Regions from separate parts of the Oryctolagus cuniculus genome. Here region 1 is linked to region 2. Evidence: chromatin contacts called from public Micro-C data. All regions are on one chromosome and are shown on one strand. The core of a region is the stretch at or near the end of the contact, and the rest is flanking DNA. Distances in the headings are between cores, read along the strand shown. Region 1 holds the start of SUPV3L1 (Suv3 like RNA helicase). Region 2 holds the start of KIFBP (kinesin family binding protein).

Region 1 (6,437 bases), core at 894-3,393, 200 kb before region 2:
TCTATCTCAGTCAACTTTGCCCTTCAAATAAATAAAAGTTCATTCAGGTGCAAAAGATTTTGAAATTGCTGCCTTCCAGGGGCCTTCAAAAAGTTTGTGGAAATGGAGCAGGTGTCCAGCACAGCACTTGGGACACCTCTGTCCCATCTCAGAGTGCCTGGGTTCCATCCTGGCACTGTTTGCACAGATGGGTAAAATTACGGTTCTTGTCTTCTCGCCAAGAATTCAGATGTGAGAGCAGTGGGAAGTGGGATAGCAAGGTGGAACGGGGCAGAGACAGTGCCCAGTCATCAGACCGGGGAAGCAGCGTCACAGAGTCTGCTGAAGAGAATGCACTGGCTCGCTAGGCAGGCACCTCAGGAAAGGGCGGGGAGCGCAGTCTGCACTCAGGGGTTGCAAGGGAACGGGGTCCAGTTCCTCCTGCCATCCTCCCATCCCCTCTCCGTCTGCTCCTGGACAAAGGGTCTGCTGGGTGTGCAACGGATGAAATTCCTCCCAAGTTTTCGTTAACCGATGTTATACGGCTGGGTAGCTCATTTGGTGGTGGGAGGACAGGATTCCCCTGGGGTCCTTCCGTGGGGGAAGGCTGGGACCACCTGTCAAGTTATGCAGGTATGGGCAGGATTCTGCGGTATAAAATCCTGGGGCTCTTCCGAGCCTGCTCGCTGAGGCCGCTCCGATGCTTTCCTTTCTGAGCAGGTGCCGTCTTCCTTCGGCCCCTCTCACCCACACGGGCTCATCTCTAACTTCCTCCGAAACAGCTCTTCTCCTGTTCCCAGCTTCCTGCTAACGGGCACCCTAGGAGGGGAGGCAAATGCAGCTCAAGTACTTGGGTCCCTGCCATGCGTGTAAGGGACGTGGATTCTGTTCCCAGCTCCTGGTTTGGCCTGGCCCAGTCCTGGGTGCTCTGAACATCTGGGGAATGAACAGGTGGAAGGAGGATTCTCTCTCTCTCCCTCTCTTTCAAATAAATAAAACTGAACTGAAAGGTTGTTAACAGGACAGTTCCCGGACACCAAGTACCTCATCGGACCAAGCACGCCCTCAGCCTTCCAGAACGGCACCTGCTAGAGCACACTCCCTGGCTCTCTAACCAATTATCACACTCGACCCACCGACATGCACAATCACGGGTCTCAATTACAAAGGACAAGGGAACAATTTTAAAGCTCAGCCACAGCATCCCAAACTCCCCCCAGAACTCCCTGTCAAACCGATCCAACGCAGTTTTGCGGACAAAATCCACTGTCACTCGCTGACGCGAAGCTGTCCCTCCCTCCGTGGGGCCTGGAACGCTCAGGGCCCCTCCCACCCTCGGCGGGGACGCCCGCATCATGACCTTGTATCACGGCTGACCACGCACGTCCCCGAGACCGTGAGGCTGGCTCCTCTCGGCAAACCTTCCCTCCCCGAACAGCTCGGCAGTGTGAGCGCCCGTCCACGACAACGGTCAACCAAGGCTTCTCACGGCCTCGTTCCCTCGCCCCGTCTCGGGGTGGGGGGCGGGAGGAACGCAGAAAGATGCTGGTCGTGCACCTGACGGTTCAGAAGCAGCTGCATCGTCCCAAACCCACTCAGAGGAGAGCAGCGAGAGCGAAAAGGCCACTTCTGGGGCAAAACCCTGGGGAGTACGCAGCGAGGGCCTCAGCAGCCGGCGAGGGAGGCAGACACTGATGGGCGCCATGACAACGCTCGGGTCGCCAGGGAAGGGATCTGGCTCCCTCCCGGCCAGGTACACCTCCCTCCTGCCGCCCCCCGCCAGTTCCCGCACTCACTCTTGTCCAGAGGCCGCGTGAGCTCGGCCCCGACATCGCCATCGGCGCTGGGGCCCTGAGGTTTCACAGTCAGGGGCACGAACAAGGACGTGTTCGGGATTTTGGAGCCACCGGATGCATTAGAGGAAGCGGCGGCAGCGGCAGGAACGCACCCCAGAGCCCCGGGAAAGGGCCCGCCGTGGGCGCGAAGGGCAGAGCAGGCGGCTGCCCGCTGCCCAGCCGGGCGCCCCGCCGGGAGCCGAGCCCACAAGAGGGCACACCGGGAGAAGGACATGGAGACCGCAGGCTCTAAAGGAGCCCGGAGCAGCCCCGAGGCACGGCGGCGGACAGTGACGCAAACCACCGGCGCCTGCAGGCACGAAAGACCCAGGCCGAGCAGGGAGAGCTGCCCAGGTAAACGCCTGATCAATCAGGGGAAGGTAGCGCTGTAAAACTGCTCTAGCCGTGACGGAGCAACCGATCAGGCAAACTCAAGAGAGAAATCCTCGTTCTGATTTCTCTATCTGCTTTCATCTGTGGTTGGATCAGCTTTCTGGCAAAGGTAGTCAGGGAAAGTAATCAGGCATCTTTGGGGATGTCACAGCTGAGAGCGGGGGCGGGGCGGGGCCCTGCCTGCTGTGTCACGTGACGCAAACTGGCCCGTCCCAAGAGCACGTGGCCAGCAGCACGTGGCCGCGGGGTTATCAGTGCAGGCTGTGCACTGGCCGCAGTAGCTGCGGGTACCGAGGTAGGGAGCTGCGGGAGTGGAACGCCGGAGCGCGTTCCTGCAGTTCCTTACCGAGTACCTTGGTCTGCATCTGGGAGGGGTTGCTGAGGAATTCTGTTGTACTACATTAAGCCGTCTTTGGCATAATGCGCATGTACACTGCTTCCACGCGCGCGGTTTGTGTACAGCATCCCAGCAGCTATGAGGCAACAACGTGGCGAAAACGTGCACTTGGCCAAGGTTTAGGTTCAGTTACATTGACTGGCTACTGTGTCCTTGTACGAAGCTGCAACATCCTAATTTCTAAACAGGGTTGCAGCGCGTGCGTGTTAATGTGTGTCAAGCAGGATCCCAGGAACAGACTGTTACATGCCTTTAACCTACAAAGCACCTTTTGAACGCCAGCATTGCAAGGAAAACCGTCCTTAACTGTTTTTGACCTAGTGTTGGTGATAGCAAAAATACACGTTGAGTAACGCAAATATTACTCTAATGGGCTAATTAAAGAAAGGAGCAATTTCAGAACTGTAAGATTTCTGACAGGCAGAGGCTTCGCTGTGGAAAAGATAGACTTAAAAACCTCAAACATAGTTAAGGCAGGACTTGTTTGTGGCTTACAGAGAGCCGTTAAGTCGTTGAGAAAACCTGGGACAGGCTGGAAGAAACAAAAACACGTAAGAAAACAAGGGGTAGTTGTAGCTGCGGTGGCGGGTTAGTGTGTCTGAAGACGGCAGCGACTCAGTGAAATGGAGAGACCTAGTAAAGGAGTCTGCACAGTTTAGTGAGTGACCAAATACGATAGAAAATGTGCCCCTCATCTCCCTCCCGCATTACATACATGCATGCATACATATATACATGCATATGCACACATACATACAAGCTTTGCGATGCCGGCATCCCCCATGAGAGTTCCCGAGTTTGAGTTCTGGCTGTCACCAATTCCAGGTTCCTGCTAATGGCACCTTGGGAGACAGCAGATGGTGGTTCAAGTCTTTGGCCCCCTGCCACCTTGAAGTCAGGAGCCTGGAGTCTCATCCCAGTCTCCCAAGGGGGTGGCAGGGACCCAGGCACTTGGGCCATCCTTTGCTGCTTTCCCAGGCGCATTAGCATCCACTTTGATCAAGACACAAATTGTTGGCTTCTGTTTTGTCTTCCAGTTGGCTTGGGACAGAGGAGTGAGTTTCAGGATCACTGGGACTGCCGCCAGGGGGCGCCCGGCCACTGTGCAGAGAGCACACGGAGCTCCTGCGCTGCGAACCCCGGCCACCAGGGGGCGTACACCCTGTCTGGGCTGAAGGGCAGTTCTGTGCGCGGTGGTCTCCCCTGGGGGGACCGGGAGTAACACTGGGGAGGCGCCGCAGCCTGGCGACAGCTGGAGTCTGAGGCCACGGCGGGGCAGGGAGCTTCCTTCTCAGGACCAGTTCAGGGAGACGCCAGTGTTGCTGCTGTCCGCGTGTCCTCTGTAGGGGTCCCAGCCCACCTCAGCGGGGGTCGCCCGCCTGGGCCGCGCCGGCTGCGGGAAAGTCAGTGCCTCGGGAAGCCAGGAACTTGGGGCTAAAGGAAGCCGCGGAGCTGAGGCCGGGCAGAGACTCCACCTGGCCGGCTGAGCGGGCCGCGAGTGCTCCGGGAGAGGCTTGTGGGCGTTTCGGAAGGCTGAGTGACGGGGGGGGGGGGGGGGGGGGGGGCGGGCAGACACAGAGATGGTTGTCCATCTGCTGGTTCGCTCCCCAGAGGCCCACCGGCCGGGTCCAGCGGGAACCCCGGAGCTCGGTCCCCGGCCCTGGAGCCGGCACCTGCTGTCTCGCGGGCTGGAGCCAGGATTTGACCCCAGGCGCTGCGGTAAAGGCTGCCACCCAGAACCCCGAGGTTGGGTTTGCAGACGCCGTGAGACTTTCAGTTACATCCCTCCCAGCTAGCCTTTGGTTCCTGTCGTGCCAATGGCAAAGGCACATTTTTGCTGTCCGGGAAGTCGGTTTGATTGCCAGCGTGTTTTTAATGGGGCGGATCATACTGTGAGTCTGCAAGCAGAGACGGGTGAAACACGAAACTCTAGTGAGCTTTCGTGTAAGCCACAATGTGGATTGAGTTCCCCCTGGGCCCTGGGCTTGTGTAAAACACACTCGGGTAGAGCCGAGGGAACGCTGAGGTCCGGGGAGAGCTTTGCGGTGCGTTGTCTCTGCTGATCCGTCTGTGCAGCCTTGTTATTTCAGTGTTGCATGTAAGTAAGCACTCAGACGTCTGCCCAAAGCACCAGGGTTTACCAGTTGTTGCTTCCTGTTGGTTTTAGATTTGCACAGCAACTGTGAAGACGGAACCCTCTCTGTCCAGTCATGTTCAGATAACCTTTTTTTTTTTTTTTTGACAGGCAGAGTGGACAGTGAGAGACAGAGAGAAAGGTCTTCCTTTGCCGTTGGTTCACCCTCCAATGGCCGCTGTGGCCGGTGCGCTGCGGCCAGCACACTGCGCTGATCCGATGGCAGGAGCCAGGTGCTTCTCCTGGTCTCCCATGGGATGCAGGGCCCAAGGACTTGGGCCACCCTCCACTGCACTCCCTGGCCACAGCAGAGAGCTGGCCTGGAAGAGGGACAACTGGGACAGAATCTGGCCCCCCGACCGGGACTAGAACCCAGTGTGCCGGCGCCGCTAGGTGGAGGATTAGCCTATTGAGCCACGGCGCCGGCCCAGATAACCTCTTTTTATAATCGGCTTTCTTAACAGAATTTTCTTTACTTTCCTGAATTTATAGAAAGTGAACAATGTCCTGTGTTTCGTGTGTACAGCTTCCCACCCTCCCTCCTTGTCCACCATTCTCCCTCCTCATTTTCTTCTTGCCTTTTTTTTTTTAATTTATTTTATTTATTTGGAAGAGCATTGAGAGAGGCAGAGAGAGAGAGGGGTTTTCCATTCATTGGTGTACTCCCAAAATGGCCGCAATGGCCAGAGCTGAGCTGATCCAAAGCCAGGAGCCAGGAGCTTCTTCAGGATCTCCTATGTGGGTGCAGGGGCCCAAGGACTTGGGCCACCCAGGCGCATTAGGGAGCTGGATCAGAAGTGGGGCAGCCAGGACTCAAGCCAGCACCCGTATGGGATGCTGGTGCTGCAAGCCAGGCCTTTAGCCCACTGCATCACAGCGCTGGCCTCTCTTGTGTTTCTTAGGGTTTCTACAGTGACATTCAGTTTCCTTCATGGTCACAAGCTTATCCCTCCACTAAATAAAGAAGTCAAGGCCAGCACCGTGGCTCACTAGGCTAATCCTCCGCCTGCGGCGCCGGCACACCGGGTTCTAGTCCCGATCGGGGCGCCGGATTCTGTCCCGGTTGCTCCGGATCGGCGCAGCACGCTGGCCATAGCAGCCATTTGGAGGGTGAACCAACGGAAGGAAGACTTTTCTCTCTGTCTCTTTCTCTCACTAACTCTGCCTGTCAAAAAAAAAAAAAAATCAACAAGTAGTGGGTAGAAACAAATAACCTCTTCATAGCAGCGCCTTTAGGTCGTGAGAATTTGGAAGTGTTTTCCGAGTCCTGTGAGCCACCAGAGCCGTGATGGAGCCCGAGTGGGGGTGGTGTGAGCCCCCGTCTGTGTTAACTGGGGACCCCCTGCTTGCATGTGGCGTCTGCGGCGGGAGGGGCAGCCCGGTGCTGCGGTGCCTTTATCCTGACTCCCTGTTGGTGTCCAGGGACCTGGAGGACTGGTGGGTGTGGGAGGTTTCCCCCAGCGTTTGGGTTGCAAGTAAAGTGTGTAGGGAAATAACTTTTTGCTGTTTTTACAGACCTTGCTGAGTACACCGGTGGACGGCTCACCCCAGGCCAGTTACAGCCTCTGCTGTTGACAGACAGCCCTGCTACTGTAAGTTTGAACAAACTGACCAGGTGATTTTTACACAGCAGTATAAGTACAGGAATGTAGGGGTGTGACTGTTGGGCTGTGAGTGACACCTGTTTCACACTGGCAAA
Region 2 (6,375 bases), core at 452-2,951:
CCTGCATCCCATGGGAGACCAGGAGAAGCACCTAGCTCCGGCCATCGGATCAGCGCGGTGCGCCAGCCACAGCAGGCTGGCCACGGTGGCCATTGGAGGGTGAACCAACAGCAAAAGGAAGACCTTTCTCTCTCTCTCTCTCTCTCACGGTCCACTCTGCCTGTCCAAAAAAAAAAAAAAAAAAAAAAAAAAATCTGAGGTTATATGGTTAAGGAAAACTTCAGATAACTGAAGTTTAGTTTGAATTTAACATATTACAAATTTCAATAGTTCCTCATCCACTCAAGAGATATTTAGAATCTGCACACTATGTGCCACCTACTGGGGTGAGTTTAAGAAAAGGTAGTCTCTGTTACTGTGTGGCTTTCAAATTGCTGGACCATGACAAAAGAATATGATCCAGTATGAGTTGTCTCTTAATTTTGAGGTTTGTCTTTGAGACCTACTTGCCATCAAATCCACTTTGGTAATATTCCCTCAATCACCTACACTGGGTCCTGGAACTACTGGCTGTGAGAGTAAGCAAACATCCTGGCACACACAGGAAGCTCATGCATCCTTGTATTTTCAAGAGTTTTGTTCCCAATGCAGAATGTTGGTTTATTTCTTATCAAGCACCATAAAAACGGGAATATTGTAAGTATTCAAAGGTGGTAAAGAGATCAGTCTGAACCAAAATGATCCAAAGAAAGTTACTGAAATGAGGTGATTCTTGGGATGGTTTTGAATGGGCAGGAATCCCCCGGGGGGGCGAACCAATGTAGCAACGGAAACTGAAGACTTCAGACATTTTGTTTTGAATTATTAATGTTTTACGGTCACTGTCATTTCCACGACACCTTAAGTTAAGATTTACATTAGTCTGGATTTTAACAGAATGACCAGTCTCTGGACAGCGGAGAGCCGGCGGGCACATGACACGCAGGAGGGCCCCGGAAACCAGCGTGCTGCCCGTGGGCAAGCGAGGCATGGAGAGGGAGTATGGAAGCCAGCGCAGGGGGATGCGGTTACACGGCTCCAAGTCCTAAGGCTGGCCTTTCCCACCGCTTCAAACACACGAGCAGAAGTCGTGCCATATCTAACACGGCCCGGAGCGGGGGCTCCTCTCCACGCCCTCGCCTCGCACGGCCCGGGGCCGGCTCTGGGGGCTGCACGGCGGCCGGCCGGGCTCGCTCTCACCTGCGCCTGGATGTAGAGGGAGATGCAGCCGTGCGAGAGCCGGTACCTGCGCAGCAGCCGCAGGCATTTCACCAGGTGCTCCTCGCCCGCCGACAGCTCCTCGGTGTCGATGTGGTTCACCCCGAGGTGGAACTCTATAACCGCCAGCCTGACCGCCCGCTGGGCGACGGGCCCTTCGGCCTCCACCACCTCCGTGGGCAGCCCCAGGGCGTGGTCCCCAGCGCCCAAGCCCTCGTCGGCCTGCAGCCGCTCATCCTCGTCGTCGGGCGCGGGGCCGAGCAGCGCCTTGACCTCTTCCAGCAGCGCTCTGGCGCTGTATTTGGACTTGTACGGTTCCTTCTCCGGGTTTTTATGCAGTTCCACTCGCGACAGGGCCAGCGCCGCCTGGAATTTCTCTCGGACCTCGGCCCACTGCGCACTCGCCATAGCGGCCCCTACAGCCGGGGCTTTCTCAGTGTTTGCAGTCGGGACTCCCGCCTTCCTTCTGCTTTGCGACACTTCACTTACGGCTCTCGACAGGTCGGGCTGCGGCAGATCGGCAGCCAATTAAAGTCCGCTTGGGGAACCGCAATAGGTTCGGCAGTGACCAATGGGAAGGCGAGGTGGTCGCCATGGCAACTGCTGTCTAGAAAATAGGTCCCCGAGGGTGTCCCCGCCTCCAGCCCCGCCCCACTACGTCGTGGTGTCGTCTCCTGTTAGTTCACCCTGTGAAGTGTGTGTATGTATAGTGCATATTAAAATGTTTAATATCCGCTTACTTTACCGAAACGTTTTGGAATATAGTTTACAAAAATATCAGGGCCGGCATTGTAGCGTAGCGGGTTAGGCCCCCGCCTGTACCCCCGGCATCCTGTATGATCACCGGTTCGAGTCCCGGCTGCTCCACTTCAGTCAAGCTCCCTCCTAATGTGCCTGGAAAAGCAGTGGAAGAAGCTGCCTCCACGAGTGGGAGACCTGGATGAAGCTCCTAGCTCCCTCCTGGACCAGCCCTGGCCATTGCAGCCATTTGGAGAATGAACCAAGCCGATGGAAGATTTGTCAGTCTCTTGCTCTCTCTGTAACTCTGCCTTTCAAATAAAAAATAAATAAAAAAAATTTTAAAAAAGAAGGAAAATAGCTAATGGATGTAAACTGGAAGGCAACCGACCTTTGAGATTAAGGTATACCCCACCCATCGCTGGTTAAGTTTCTTTGGAAAAGGCTCTGCTCTCTAACAGGGATCGCTTACTAGGACATGAATTCTTGATGGAAAGTTATGGATAGGAGCACTCACCGGTAGGTACCTATTTCACTGAGCCTGGAATACAGAGGTGAACTGCCCGAGGTAACAGGCTGGAAGACCGGTTACCACTGAAGTAACCAAGTGGGAAAGGGAGACTTTTACCAAGCTCTAGCCACATGAAGTGCCTTGAGATAGGTATTTTTATTTTTTTAATTATTTTTATTTTATTTATTTATTTATTTATTTGACAGGCAGAGTGGACAGTGAGAGAGAGAAACAGAGAGAAAGGTCTTCGTTTTGCCGTTGGTGCACCCTCCAATGGCCGCTGCGACCGGTGCACCGCGCTGATCCGAAGGCAGGAGCCAGGTGTTTCTCCTGGTCTCCCTTGGGGTGCAGGGTCCAAGCACTTGGGCCATCCTCCACTGCACTCCCTGGCCACAGCAGAGAGCTGGCCTGGAAAAGGGGCAACCGGGACAGAATCTGGTGCCACGACCGGGACTAGAACCCGGTGTGCTGGCGCCGCAAGGCGGAGGATTAGCCTAGTGAGCCGCGGCACCGGCGAGATAGGTATTTTTAAAAACGTACCAATTTGGGGCTGGCGCTGTGGTGCAGTGGGTTAATGCCCTGGCCTGAAGCACCAGCATCCCATATGGGCACCGGTTCTAGTCCCGGCTGCTCCACTTCCAATCCAGCTCTCTGCTATGTCCTGGGATAGCAGTAGAAAATGGCCCAAGTCCTTGGGCCCCTATACCTACGTGGGAGACCTGGAAGAAGCTCCTGGCTCCTGGCTTCAGGTCGGTGCAGCTCCGGCTGTTGCGGCCATCTCGGGAGTGAACCATCGGATGGAAGACCTCTCTCTCTGTCTCTACCTCTCTCTGTAACTCTATCTTTCAAATAAATAAAATAAATCTTAAAAAAAAACAACAAACGTACCAATTTAGGAAACTCCCAGACACATGAAAGTTTGAATCTTAGATCCATGTTAGCTCTTCTAAGCTTCAGTTTTCTCATACTGAAGTATCACTGGTATCACTGATCTCCACGGGATCTGGAACAATCACACCTGAATGTTTCACCTGCTTCTGCACATTAATAATCCCTCAGTACCTGCAGGGATTGGCTTCAGGACCCCAAGAGACATCAAAATCACTGGATGCTCTAGTTCTTTATGTAAAATGGCCTGTTGTTTGCATATAAGCTCCCCACCCCTTCCTTTAAGCCATCTCTAGATCATTTTTATTTTAAAGATTTGTTTTATTTATTTGAAAGACAGAGTTAGAGAGAGAGGTAGAGACAGAGCGAGAGGTCTTTCATTTGATGGTTCACTCTCCAATTGGCTGCAATGGCCAGAGCTACGCTGATCCGAAACCAGGAGCCAGGAGCTTCTTCCTGATATCCCACGCAGGTGCAGGGGCCCAAGGACTTGGGCCATCATCTACTGCTTTCCCAGGCCATAGCAGAGAGCTAGATCAGAAGAGAAGCAGCTGGGTCTTGAACCGGCGCCCATATGGGATGCTGGCGCTTCAGGCCAGGGCGTTAACCCGCTGCGCCACAGCGCCGGCCCCCCTAGATCATTTTTAATACCTAAAACATATAAAGAAAGTTTGAATTGCTTATTATACTTTTTTAATAAAGATTTTTATTTATTTGACAGGTAGAGTTACAGACAATGAGTTAGACAGAAAGAAAAGTCTTCCTTCCATTGGTTCACTCCCCAAATGGCTGCTACGGCCAGAACCGCACCAATTAGAAGCCAGGAGCCAGGAGCTTCTTCCTGGTCTCCCATGCAGGTGCAGGGGCCCGAGCACTTGGACCACCCTCCACTGCTTTCCCAGGCCACAGCAGAGAGCTGGACTGGGAGAGGAACAACCGGGACTAGAATCTGGTGTTCAAATGGGATGCCAGCGCCGCAGGCAGAGGATTAACCAAGTGAGTCACGGTGCCAGCCTCTATTATACTTTTTTTCCCAAATATTTTAAATCCAGTTGGTTCAATATACAGATTGGGAACCCAAGGATACGGAGGGTCAATTCTATGATCAAATCAGAATTCATTACTTTCCTCCTTCTCATACACCCCTTCTCTCCCACACCGTATGTGCCACATTTGCCTTTGATATCATCCACCAGGCTGGTTTTGTACTGTTCTCTTTTAAAGTGTAAAAATACTGCTCATCCCACCTCCTCCTAAACAGCTCTTTCCTCGTCTCTGTCTTTTCATCTCTAATTTAAGCCACCATCATCTGATTACTACTAAGAGGCACTCTTGCTGCCAGTCTGGCCTCCTGCCACTCCATGTCCGACAGTACTGAGTGATTTGTTCGCTTATTCAGTATGTAGTGTCTATGATTTGACAGGCACTGTTGTAAGCACTAGGAATTCAGTAGCTAGTAACAAAAACCCCTGCTCTGCTAAGGGAAAACATTCTATTTTTTACAACATTACATTCAAAATCACTTCAGGGATGTGCCTTTAGGATGCTGCCACTGGGGTGCCTGCACCCCACACTGGAGCGCCTGCTTGGGTCCCAACAACTCTGCTTCTGAGCCAGCTTCCTGCTAACCCATCAGGGAGGCTGATGACTGCCCAAGTACTTGGGCCCCTGCCACCCAAGTCTCCAAGAGGGAGACCTAGATGGATTTCCTGGATTGTGGTTTCAGCCTGGCCTAGCTCTTGGCTGTTGCAGCCTTTTTTTTTTTTTTTTTTTTTTTTTTTTTTTTTTTTTTTTGACAGGCAGAGTTAGTGAGAGAGAGAAAGGTCTTCCTTCTGTTGGTTCACCCTCCAAATGGCCGATACGGCCAGCGCATCGCACTGATCCGAAGCCAGGAGCCAGGTGCTTCCTCCTGGTCTCCCATGCAGGTGCAGGGCCCAAGGACTTAGGCCATTCTCCACTGCCTTCCCGGGCCACAGCAGAGAGCTGGACTGGAAGAGGAGCGACCGGGACAGAATCTGGCGCCCCAACCAGGACTAGAACCCGGGGTGCTGGTGCTGCAGGCAGAGGATTAGCCTAGTGAGCCGCGGCGCTGGCCCTGTTGCAGCCATTTGAGGAGTGAACCTGCAGATGGAAGCTGTCTTCCTGTCATTCTGCCTTTCAAATAATATTTTATAAATTAAATTACTTCAAAGTATTTTACTGTACCACTCTTTAAGACTCATTTTATTTATTTATTTATTTATTTTTTGGACAGGCAGAGTGGACAGTGAGAGACAGAAAGGTCTTCCTTTGCCATTGGTTCACCCTCCAGTGGCCGCCACGGCCGGCGCACCACACTGATCCAATGGCAGGAGCCAGGTACTTCTCCTAGTCTCCCATGGGGTGCAGGGCCCAATGACTTGGGCCATCCTCCACTGCACTCCCTGGCCACAGCAGAGAGCTGGCCTGGAATAGGGGCAACCGGGACAGAATCCGGTGCCCCGACCGGGACTAGAACCCGGTGTGCTGGTGCCGCTAGGTGGAGGATTAGCCTAGTGAGCCGCGGCGCCAGCAAGACTCATTCATATTTTAAGACATGGATCAGTAACCTTTATAACCTTGGTGGTAATTTTCCAAGACAGCCAGAAATAAGATTGGTGTTCACAATGACATAAAAACACATTTTTTCATGTCAAACACCCTACAGTTGAGATGGGTGTGTGGCCTAGCAGTCGGGATGCTTGCATCCCAGGTAGGAATGGCTGAGTTCGTCTTGGCTCAACTCTGGATTCATTTCCTGCTTGGCCATACCTTGAGAAGATGGCTCAAACTGGCCCCACCCGTGGCTGTGGGCACTTGAGAAGTGAACCAGCAGATGGGAGCTCAGTCTCTCAAGTAAATAATATTCTACAGTTAAAAGATAAATAAAACCCTGGAAAATATATTTGCTATATAACAAGTTCTGCTAACTTGTTAACAAGAACTCCAAGCAGAAAAAAAAATGACAGGTCAAAACAAAGACCACAAATACGGCTGCTTTGAGATGTTAATCCTAATTAAAA

What was found. Hi-C and Micro-C count contacts between places; a contact is called where the count stands out from the background.
Region 1: a contact with region 2 is called in a Micro-C map of ear pinna, with 6 times the contacts expected there. The contact joins the promoter of SUPV3L1 here to the promoter of KIFBP in region 2. A contact is called at or near these places in 2 of 6 Hi-C or Micro-C datasets (ear pinna and skin fibroblasts).

The regions. Positions count from the first base shown.
Region 1 is chr15:60,976,157-60,982,593 of mOryCun1.1, reverse strand. SUPV3L1 (Suv3 like RNA helicase) reads right to left here and starts at 2,143. Exons shown (of 15, transcript XM_002718445.5): 1 at 1,776-2,143. The coding sequence starts at 2,049. LOC127484130 (a long non-coding RNA gene) reads left to right here and starts at 2,430. Exons shown (of 3, transcript XR_007910892.2): 1 at 2,430-2,502; 2 at 6,254-6,330.
Region 2 is chr15:60,772,179-60,778,553 of mOryCun1.1, reverse strand. It overlaps KIFBP (kinesin family binding protein), which reads right to left and starts at 1,701. Exons shown (of 7, transcript XM_008270032.4): 1 at 1,180-1,701. The coding sequence starts at 1,605.